2 separate regions of the Rattus norvegicus genome follow, and region 2 is linked to region 1. A link is a contact called in public Hi-C data. All regions are on one chromosome and are shown on one strand. Each heading gives the region's core, a stretch centred on a gene start, on an enhancer-like site or on the middle of the called end of the contact. The rest is flanking DNA. Distances are from core to core; before and after follow the strand shown. Region 1 has its middle 170 kb from the start of Npr3. Region 2 has its middle 43 kb from the start of Sub1.

Region 1 (5,347 bases), core at 966-3,465:
CTTTCAGCTGCTTATTGGGTCTTTGGGAGGGCAGTCATGATAGACCCCTTTTTGTGGGCACACCATAGCCTCAGTAATAGTGTCAGGCCTTGGGGTCTCCCCTTGAGCTGGATCCCAATTTGGGCCTGTTGCTGGACCTCCTTTTCCTCAGGTTCTTCTCCATTTTTGTTCCTGCAGTTCTTTCAGACAGGAACAAAACTATGGGTCAGAGTTTTTGACTGTGGGATGGCAACCCCATCCCTCACTTCATGCCCTGTCTTTCTGTTGGAGGGAGCTCTGCAGGTTCCCTCTCCCCACTGTAGGGCATTTCATCCAAGGTTGCTCCCTTGGGAGGGATATAGTCATCTTAGTGCTGCAACAGCAGGAAGAAGGATGCAGTCACTGAGGGAAAGCTCTGGAAGATAGAATGTTTCAAGCTATAGAGAACATGATTATGAAGGACAAATACACACTGAAGGTGGAAGGTGGAAGGCATGTATAGTCCCAGCTGATGCAGGAGGATTGTGACAGGGCAGCCTGGGCTGTGTAGTTAGACCTATCTCAGAAAATTTCATGCTGAAATGAAGAAAGGTAAAGAGATATGACACATGCAAGTTACTTTCAAATTGTTAAAGATAATCAGATAGTTATGTACAAATAGAGCACAGTTATAGAGAAGGAGAAAGGGAAGAGAGGGAGGAAGAAAATGAAAAATAGACATGCAAAGTAAGTGATGGTGGCAATGTAAGTATGTTATAATAAGTATATGTTAACAAGAGATGACATCATCTTTCAGCTTTTCTCAATTTAAAATTTGAAATTTAAAGTTGACAGAGGCACGTACACATACAGACATGGATGAATACACACACACACACACACAGAGAGAGAGAGAGAGAGAGAGAGAGAGAGAGAGAGAGAGAGAGAGAGAGAGAGAGAACAATTCATCCTGAGCATTGCTGCCTCAGCCACATTACATCTCCCAGCCACCCCTTAGCCCCATATCTAACTACTAAAGAAAGTCCTTGATGTTTAAACCCTTGCACTTCCTCTAAGACATGGGTTTTCAATATGTGGGTCACAACTTCTTTGGGGTGAGAATGACCCTCTCACAAGGGTTGCCTAAGACCACCAAAAAACACAGACATTTACATCACAATTCATAGTAGAAAAATTACAGTCACAATGTAGCAACAAAAATAACTTTATGACTTGAGGTAAGCATGAAATGAGGAATCGTATTACAGGATCGCAGCATTAGGAAGGTGGAGAAACACTGCTCGGTGACATTAAGGAACCTGAGTCTTCACTGTTGCTTCCTGTTTCTTCCTCTAGAGATCATGACTCTCATGGTGTCAGAGAACATGGATCTGGAGGGCAGAGGCTGTCTCTTTGAGGTTCAGGATGTTGCTAGTGAATGCATTACCTGTTAAGGGTATGCTGGGGCTGGGTCCCTAGGTTCTGACACCCCCTCCCCCAACACACTTTTCTATCACTGGTCCTTGCTTATCACAGATGTTTCTTCTGGTAGTTCAGATGGTGGAGAGTCCTCTGCTTTCTCTCTGAATGTCACAGGGTTGCACCCTTTTGAATCTTTTCCCGCATGTGAAAAAATTCTGACTTTAAGTTCTTAAGTGCAGATGTCCTAGTTGGATTTCTTAACTGACTCATACATTTGCTCTCAAAGAGGCGAAGGAGCTGTGAACACATCAATGTGAAAGGCAATGTTGCATTAGGAAAAAGTAAAACAATTCCAGGCCATAAAGCAAGAGAAGCTATAAGGCAGTGTAGAAAGCATACAGGCTTATATCATAATAATGGGGCTTTTCAAATATTAACATATATACAGTTCTCCCGGGGGCTTGTTAGAATGTAGCTTGCAACTGGCAGTCTGAAGTAGAGCTCAAACATTCTACTCTTGTGTGTGTATATGTGTACATGTGTATATGTGTGTACATGTGTATATGTGTGTATACCCACAAATGCACATATGTGTGTATACATGTGAATGCATGTACCCACCAGTGCATGTGTGTGTGTGTACATATGTATATTTGTGTATAACCACAAGCACACATGTGGGTGTACACATGTGCATGTATGTACCCACAAGAGCCTGTGTGTGTGTGTATGTGTGTATTTGTGTGTGAAAGCCAGAGGTTCACTCTCTACTTTCTATATTTAGACAGGTGCTCTCTCACTTGAGCCCATATCTGGCTGGCTCCCTGATCTGGCTTGCCAGTTTCCTTTGGGGATCCTTCATCTCTGCTTCTCGAGTGCTGGCACTAGGGTAGGGTGCAGGGCTGCCTAGCACTTACATGAATGTTGGAGATCTGAACTGTAGCCGTCACATATGCATGGCAAGCACCTTACCCACTGAATTCTTTCCTCGGCCCAGAGATTCCACACTTCTCACTAGCTGCCAGTGACACCATGGTTTGTGGTGGCGTGAAAGGCAACTGCTTTGGTCCTCCAGAGGGAGAAGGCCTTACTGTTGCCTAAAACGCCTCATGGGAAAAGAGCCTGGTTGAACTATGAAATGCTAGTAAGGAGATTACAAGAGAGCCATGAAGAGAGCATTTCGTGTTGGGGGATGTGCCAATCAAATCATCACTGAGGGGATGAAGTTAGCTTGCAGGAGACTTCATGAAAGCCTTTGCATTGTGGAGGCTGGGAGGTGTGCTTAGAGCTGACCTTTTGAATATTTGGCTGAAGAGCATGAACTAGACAGCAGAGATACGGAAAGTGTGAGGTAAGATGGTATGACAAAGTTTGCTAAGACAAGGTTATCTTAGATGTTCACACCATTATTATAACAGCTTTTTCTGGGAGTGGAATATTTGGATAAATCCTCAAAAATACAGAGGAGATTTATTCAAAGAGATTTATCTCCCAAGTATTTTCTGCTTTTAAATTCTTCCTCTCAGCTCCTGCCAACTAGCTCAACTGGAGAGGTAGGGGGAGGGCAGGCATATTTCCTGTGCTCAAGGTAAATTAGACAAGTGATCAACATTTAGTTATGTACAACTGAACTTAAATCAGTGAAAGATTAGCTATCTAAAGACAAGGGAATAGCAGGATCTGGAATCTTTCCTACCTAAGGATGAGTTATGTGGATGTAAGGTTATTAATTCAAAAGCAATAAATTCATAGAACCTATTGGAGAACCTACTGTTGTCCTCTACAGATTTAACTGCGAACTATATGCTCATCCTTACTCCCACAGACAAGGGCTGCTCTCACCCCTCATCAAAGAAACCACAACTGGACATGGAGTGACATATTGAGATCAACTGGCTCTGGGATACCTATCCCCCATAGAGACAGCTACAACCCAGTCCCCTACCCCTAAGGCTCAGAAGAGGAGCACAATTTCTTCAAGATAGTGTCTTCTTTAAAACAAAATCATAAATTGGAGGGAGGTAGGGAAGAGGACATGGGTCTGGGAGGAGTTGGGAGTGAATATAATCAGAATATGTTTTATGGAAATCTCAAGGGATTAATAAGATGTGATATTAAAAATAGGCAAAAAAACTACCCAAAGACTATACATGGACTGACCCTGGGCTCCAACCTCATAGGTAGCAATGAATAGCCTAGTAAGAGCACCAGTGGAAGGGGAAGCCCTTGGTCCTGCCAAGACTGAACCCCCAGTGAATGTGATTGTAGGGGGGAGGACGGAAATGGGGGGAGGGTGGGGAGGGGAACACTCATATAGAAGGGGAAGGGGAGGGGTTAGGGGGATGTTGGCCCGGAAACCGGGAAAGGGAATAACATTCGAAATGTAAATAAGAAATACTCAAGTTAATAAAAAAATAGGCAAAAAATATATAGTCTGCCACTCTAGTGTGATGCTTACATAGCCCTTTCATGGCTGTTTCTTCTTCAAGTAAGTGAACACAGGCACACAACAACTACTAAGTCCCTTTGAACAAAGTGATATGGAGATTGTGCTTAGTAATATTCTATTTCTAACTTTCCCCAATTCTCTCCTGTCCCTTCACAGGTCACAAAGTCCCCTTTGTGTATCTCTGAGTGCAGACAGCACTTACTGTATGTTCTACTCTGTCCTCGAACAGCTCATATCTTAGCTTTATATATTTAGAGATAGGGTCTATCTTCCTCCCCCTTCCTCCCCAGCATTCCCCTTCCCTGGGGCATCAAGCCTCTGTAGGATTAGGTGCATCCTCTTTCACTGAGGCCAGACAAGGCAGTCCTCTGCTATATATGTGCCAGGGGCCACAGACCAGCCCATGTATGCTCTTTGGTTGGTGGTTTAGTCTTTGGGAGGGGGGACTGGGAAGGGTGGCAACATTTGGAATGTAAATAATGAAATAATAAAAATGTAAACTGTGAAAAGAGAAAAGGTGATTATATTACAATAAGCTCAGTACGGGGAGGTTTCTCAAGGGAGAGCCAGTGTTGTAGTTTTATCAAGTTCATTTTGGATGCACCAAGGGAGGAACTTAAGCTTCATCTCCACAGGCAAGAGCACACAGGCTCGTGCTTGCTCTCGTCTCCCTTCTTCCAGTCTTACCTGGTTCAGGACCTGCTGCTTTGGAAACAATGCCAACCGCAGTGAGCAAAGTCTCCCTATACTGATACAACTGATGGATAAGATCAACCTACGGCCTCACTCCAGATATGAGCACAGCCCAACCCAATCCGCACAGTCCCTCATTGAAACTCTCTTTCTAAGTGATTCTAGGTTGTGTCAAGTTGACAGGTAAAGCTTAGCAGCATAATCACCATGACTATCTTAAAACAATTAAAAAGCAGGAAAAAAAGCCCTCAAAAACCAACCACCCAAAAGACCAAAATCAACCAACCAAAAAAATCCCCAACCAAACAACAACAAAAAAGCAAACTGCTAATAGTGCATGGCCACAGTTACTCCATTTATGGATACATCGATCAAACAGCCACTTAATGAAGATCAACTTATGTGCCTGTCAGTTCTAGGTGCTAGGACATGCTCCTGTCTGTGGAATGAGCCTATATGCTAGAGGAGATGTACGTTTAACTTATCAGCTGTTGAAAGTGTTTTGTGAAAAATCAAAAAGCAGATTGAAGATACAGAAGAAGGAGGGGAGCCGAAGAAGGTAGAAAGGTCAGTAAGGTGGAATTCAGACATGGATAAGGGAGAGCTAAGCACGCATTATGTTCTAAGGTTTTTGTCAGATCAGGAGATGGAAGAAAGAGCCCATATCTGCAGAAAGCTGGGCATTTAAACTGAACTCTCAATATAACTAGGCAGGTATCATAACCAGTATCATAATGGGTCATAATATTATAACAAGTATAATGCGTTATATATTATAATACACATTGTATCATAAGCATAATAAATTATAATATTGTAATAAAT
Region 2 (6,084 bases), core at 500-2,999, 220 kb before region 1:
ACCAATAGAGACTCACCAACATGACTGTTCAAACGTGAGATGGACAAGGATGACAGCAATGAACATGGGAAACTGGAGGGAGAGGAACCCACGAGCCTCAACAGGGAACTATGCACAGTGGTGAAAGGCTGGGATAGGGGAAGATGGCCTTCCAGAGAAGAGCACACCAATTGGTTGTCCAGTGCCAAATAGTCAGCCCTGAAAACACACATACAGTAGCATAATACAGACCGAACAGGTTATATTTAGAAATACGTTTGTATATACATATATGCATGAAATAATTAGTAAAGAAAGGAGTGGGAAAGGGTGTATGGGAGGGTTTGGAGAGAGGAAAGAGAAGGGAGAAATGTAAGTATGTTACAATATCATAAATTTAAAAAAGGGAATAGAACTCAAAAATGTTTTATTTTTATGATTTCAATTTGGAGTAATTAGTCATGATGACAGTTATGAAAAAATTTCTTCAACCCAATGATGTCTTGAGCTCCTCCGTCCATTCAGTCTACCATAAGTTCATCAAGGGTCACATGTGTGCACAGGAGGGTACCACACAGGTCCGGAAGGGTAGAGAAGAGGCAAGTGATGACCTTGCCTCCTCCTACCTTCTGGAGGTTTCCAGTCATGGCCTTCAGTGGGTTGAGGCATTCTCTGAGGGACCATTGTAAGGTGGTTTAGCTTAGTGCATTACGGGAGAAGGATGGCTGTGTGACGTAGACAATTCGAGCTGGCCTCGGTTGTGTGTGTTTTAGAATATGAGTTACTGGGCTAGTCACAGGCTCTTGAGGTAGGGTGTGAATAGGAAGAATATGGCTGTACAAGTCTCCACGTTCAGTGAGAAGAGCTGGAAGGAGAATATTGAGTTCAATGATTCAGTAAAGATGAGAAACAAATCCACACTTTCTGGTTAAACATGACCTACTTACAGGGAGAGCCAGAAGTCTCTCAGTCTCTCTCTCTCTCTCTCTCTCTCTCTCTCTCTCTCTCTCTCTCTCTCTCTCTCCCTCTCTCTCTCTCCTTCTCTCTCTCTCTCCCTCTCCCTCTCTCTGTAGCTTGCTTGTGCATAGCAGTACAAATGCAGGGGAATCTTAAAAGCAAATAGAATTGACTGGAAGAGGGAAAGCTGAATGTGTTGGGGAACTTAAAATATATGAAGCCTCAACTATGGTGCTAGATCTCTTGAAGGATCATGAAGGATTTAATTGTGTTAGGAAATTGATGTCCACTCTCTCTCGCACTCTACAGACTTTCTTTTTTTTCTTTTTCTTTTTTTTAAATAAGCAAAGGCGAGGTTTATTACGGAGATCTATTACGGAGATCTCTGGGCTGACACACATATCCTGCGCAGGAGACAGAGGTCTCTACAGACTTTCTAATTCCTGCCATTTATTTCCCTTTGCTATTAATTTGTTTCATCTTTTAGACCACCCGGGGGAACCGCCCTCTCTCATCTAACATTCCCTTGAGTTCTGTGTCATCTCTTCGGTGACAGTGTCTACCGTAGTCAGTAGATGTCAGTAAGAGTCAAGTGACCCTCTGGGGAAGGAGCTTCATGTTCCCTTTCGTGGATTAACTCCCTTCTGGTTGGCTTTATAAGGTTTAAAGCCTGCGCATAGTATGTCCTTAAGACGGTCTTACAGCCTTCTCGCCATTTCAGGTGTGACGTCATTGCCCGGGTCTGTGAGGACCGGCTCTCAGTGGCCTCTCGCTACAGCACATTGCCTCACACTCTAAGAAGGCCCAGTTGCCCTTCAAGCCTGATTCAATGGCGTATAATGGTATCTACCCCTGGCCTGTTGCCCTCTGGACTCAGAAACTAAGTTGTAGCCAAAAATCTTAGCTCCAAAGATGGAGACAGGATCAGGTACCACATGGTCCCGAGTGCAGGAGCCAGTCTGAATGTGTCCTGTCACTTGATAGCAGACAGACACTCCTCAGGAGCTACTCAGGACTCCCGGCGCCAGGAAGTAAGTTGAGGTCAGGGAGTTTGTTTTATCTACTGATTTGGAAAAATATTTAACCTCCCTGGAGCAGGGATGTACATTCCGTGAGCCTGAAGCCATGAAGTTTGGCAAGTCCCATATCAGATGCCTGATACTGTTATACAACACAGTCTAATTTAGGTTGTAAGGCTGCCAGAGGGACCTAAGTCTCCCCCAAGGACCAAAAGTCCCCTCTGACAGTTCTTTGGGCCCAACAATCAATTACAATTATTAGTAACCATAAGAGTGATATCCACTGCCCAGATTTGACCTAAAGGTCAATACAAACAGCTTTGCATAATTATACATTAGGATTTAGAGGGACATGGGGGTGACTTATACAATGTTTCGACTGTTCTACAAATAAAAGCAAAGGGATCTGGCACCATGAGTGAGTTGAAATCCTCTTGAACTGTATGCTCTCTCTCTATTGACCCTGCCTCTTGGAAAATAAAAGCGAGCCTTCTTGTTATCTTTTATCTAAGAGGCCATTACATGTCTCACATAATTTTTTCCAAACTGTTACAAAAAAAATTCATTTTAATTCTGCCACTTAAATTTCCAAGGTATATGTTGATCTTCAAGGATCTTGAAGCTATGATGATAACACAGTTTGGGAACAGCATAAAATGGAAAGCAGTGTGTTCAGCACGCACTCTTCGAATGCTCAATGACAACTGTGCATATTTGCACGGGATCAGAGGGACTGAAAGAGGATAGCTTGCCTCAGTGTCGAACAGAGCTGGACTCAGCCTGAGGCTCTGCAGACTCTTCAGTTGTCTCATCTGGACGGCCTATCCATTTGGCAAAGCCTGTTTTCTGAAAAGCTCCTTGTGAAGACTATGGAGAGGTCTTAAGAAGAATGACAACTGCAGTTAAATATGTTTGGAGAGGGTCTGTGGAATAAAATCCTGTGACTTCTGAATTGCAGGCTTCTCAGAGCCTTTGAGCATTAATGTGACTCTCAAAGAGGGAGAAATGTATAAATTAAAATGCAGTAAATAGCTAAATGTTGCCAAAACTTGCCCAACTATGAAAACTTTTTTTCATTAAAGTATTTCATGGGGTTTGGGAATTCAGGAAAACAACTGTGTCTCTCAGGATTCTTCAGGTCATAAGTGATAGAGGCCAACTACTGACAGGGCAAAACGTGGAAGCTATTTGCTCTGGGAACTGAATCAAAATCAGGACAAGGGTAGGGCTAGTCTTGTGGGCAACTAGAAGAGTTTATATTTATAAAATACTTTTACTTATTCCATTTATTTAAAGTGTATTGAGGGGCTGCATGTTATGGCCTCCTTATAGAGGTCAGAGGACAATTGGAGGAGTCAATTCTCACCTTCTACCAAGTGGAGGTCTAGGGTTTGAACTCAGGTCTTCAGGTTTTGTGGCAAGCTCCTTCCCTTGCTGGGGCATTTTGTCTGTCCTATTTTTTGTTATTTACTGTGAGATGACCATGTGCCAGGCCTTGTTCAAGATGCTTGATATGGATGGATTCCTTTATTCTAATATCTCCATGAGCTAAATACCAAATGTAACCTTCTCTTTACATGCAGGAAACTTGACTCCAGAGAAGACAAGTTGCCCATAGTCACCCGAGCATTCAGATGTTAGCCTACACTTGCAAGCAGTGTGCTTCTCATGGGACTGAAATGCTGCTAAAGCTCACGTACTTGCTATGACTCTCTGGTCTTTGGCCTACTTTATTCTCGTCATCAGGTTTTCCCTCATGAGATCAGAGACCTGGCTGTCTTCATCTTGCTCCCTCACCTCCTTCAGGAAAGGGCACCTCTTTCAATTGCTATGGAAACATTTTGGCAAGGGGCTATTCTATGACTGGCTGATGACTTGGGTCATTTGTCCAGTCTTGGGCTAATTGCCAGGTTGGTGTTGAGGCCAACACACCAATCAGCTCAACTCACTGTGACTGGAACACAGTGGCCCTGTGATTAGCCACATTCACTACATCAACATGGTCATGGTCTATGGAGAACAGTCACTTAAGAAGGTTGGTATATGCTCAGGATAGGAGGTCTAGGGCCTTGATATTCTGACTTCTAACCTTGCTTGGTATCTGTTGGTTGGTTTTGCCTTTTGAGACAGGGTCTTGACTGGTCCTGAAGTCCCGACTCTCTTGCTTTTTGCCTCCGGAGTATGTTGTGATTATAATCCATAGTATCTGGCTGTTTCTTGTGGGGTCTTCTATAATCAAATCATACATACATACATACTACACACATACGTATACACATACATACATACGCACATACATACATTCACACACATATACATATACACATATACACATAGACATACATCATGTATGTTTGTAGTGGAACTAACATGCACAGTAATAGGCAGGTAATTCGTTGTGTCTACTGTTTTGTTCAGGTTGCAGAAGATAAAGACCTTCCTTTTGATGTGTGGATGCCAACTCTACCAGGTATAAGAACTAGCAATGAATGTTACTTTTATGCAGGTCTGAGAGGTAAAAGGAGACCTTGAAGGCTTAATCAAAGCCTAGATCTGAGAAGTCCGAATAAGCTTGAAGACACAAAAAGCAAGGTCACAGAAAGTGGTCGCCAGATCCACACTGGTCCTAAAACAGAGACACGTTCATAGAGCAGGCCTGAGGCCAGTATTCAAAGGCCCAGTCTAAACAAGAGGGTACTGAGACACACAGGCAAAGGTCTAATTTAGATCAAGGTCTGGAGTGAAGATTTCCATGTGTCTGGAAGTCAGGGGCAGCTCTTAGGTGTAGAACAGGGTGACAGGTAACGCCACAGATGTGAAATGGGGCTGTGTGTGTGTGTGTGTGTGCCAAATTGAGTTGATGGGGAGTTAACACCATTTGCTAAACAGGGAAGGTATTTGCCCCAACACACATTAATTTACTTCCACCAGCTGCACCTGTGTCGCAAGGTTACTGTTCACTGTCCACAGAAGCAAACTCAAATCATATAATAGGGACACGAAGTATGCATTACAAGAGCTCCTCTGGGTGTTTTCCACAGCTTGTTCCTCGCCCCAGCACCTTTATGAGCCACCCCTGTTCCTCCTCTGTGAGGAAGTGAGCCTTTTCTTCTGTGATTGTCTCTGAGATGAGTCCTCACCTTGATTAACTCTAGCAGATCCCAGCAAACCTAGTGGCTTCCACATTGTGAATTTATTATCTCATGGGCAGATGCTGAAAGTTACTCTCTTTGAACTAACATCAAGGTATTGGGAAGGCTGTCTTCTTTTCTGAGTGTTCCTCTTTTGTTCTTTCCAGCTTCTAGATGCATCTTTACTACTTGGCTGGTGGTGCCCTTCCTCCATCTTCAAAGACAGTGGCATCATATTTTCTAATCTTTGACTCTGATCCATTATTGACTCTGAATCACTATTCCCTCTATTATGGTTAATACTGATTGTCAACCTGACAGAATCTGCAATTACCAAAGACACAAGTCTCTAGGCACGCCTGTAAAGGACTAACTTTATTAAGTTATGATGGGGAGACTCACCCTAATTGGGTGACACCATTCCCTAGGCTGTGGTCTTGAGAAATCTAGCTGAGCAGCAGATGATTTGAGGCTAGATGCCTCAAGATCCTGCTGCCATTTCTCCTTTTGAGTGACCAAAGTTTGGATGGGAGCCAAAACAAATCCTTCCCTAAATTGTTCTGGTCAGGTATTTTATGACAGTCACAGGAAGATAACCAAGACATCTTACAAGGATTCCTGTGATTACATTGTATTTACTGCTGTAGTTGATGGCCTGAACCCGGGAGGGTGGTGGCCTTAAAATAAGATGCACTAAAGTTTCATGCAGTAGTCAACTTTATTCAGGGCATCAGACAATTTATATCCTGAGGGTTAGTTAAACAAGGTCATGAGCAAAATTGATGAGTTTAGGCTGTGTACAAGGATAATCTGTGCTTGAAATATTGAATAACAAAAGAAAGATGATGGTTAATCTGAAGTAAAACCCACTTCTACTTACTACACCCCAGACGGGCATGAAGCACATTCCAGAACAACCCACGCTATGGAGGAACAGGTTAGAAGGCTTTTGTCTTGTTTCCTTGGAGTTATCTCACAAGCACTCAGAGATCTCTTCA

Evidence for each region. Hi-C and Micro-C count contacts between places; a contact is called where the count stands out from the background.
Region 2: a contact with region 1 is called in a Hi-C map of hepatocytes, with 2.5 times the contacts expected there. The contact joins two enhancer-like sites. A contact is called at or near these places in 6 of 12 Hi-C or Micro-C datasets (the Rat2 cell line, Schwann cells, frontal cortex and 3 more).

The regions. Positions count from the first base shown.
Region 1 is chr2:62,484,984-62,490,330 of GRCr8, reverse strand. No RefSeq gene overlaps it. Among named protein-coding and RNA genes, the nearest start is that of Npr3, 170 kb to the left of the region's middle. Within about 2 kb of position 2,215, at least 3 of the 93 cell types and tissues checked have an H3K27ac peak or open chromatin away from gene starts, as enhancers often do.
Region 2 is chr2:62,701,701-62,707,784 of GRCr8, reverse strand. No RefSeq gene overlaps it. Among named protein-coding and RNA genes, the nearest start is that of Sub1, 43 kb to the left of the region's middle. Within about 2 kb of position 1,749, at least 4 of the 93 cell types and tissues checked have an H3K27ac peak or open chromatin away from gene starts, as enhancers often do.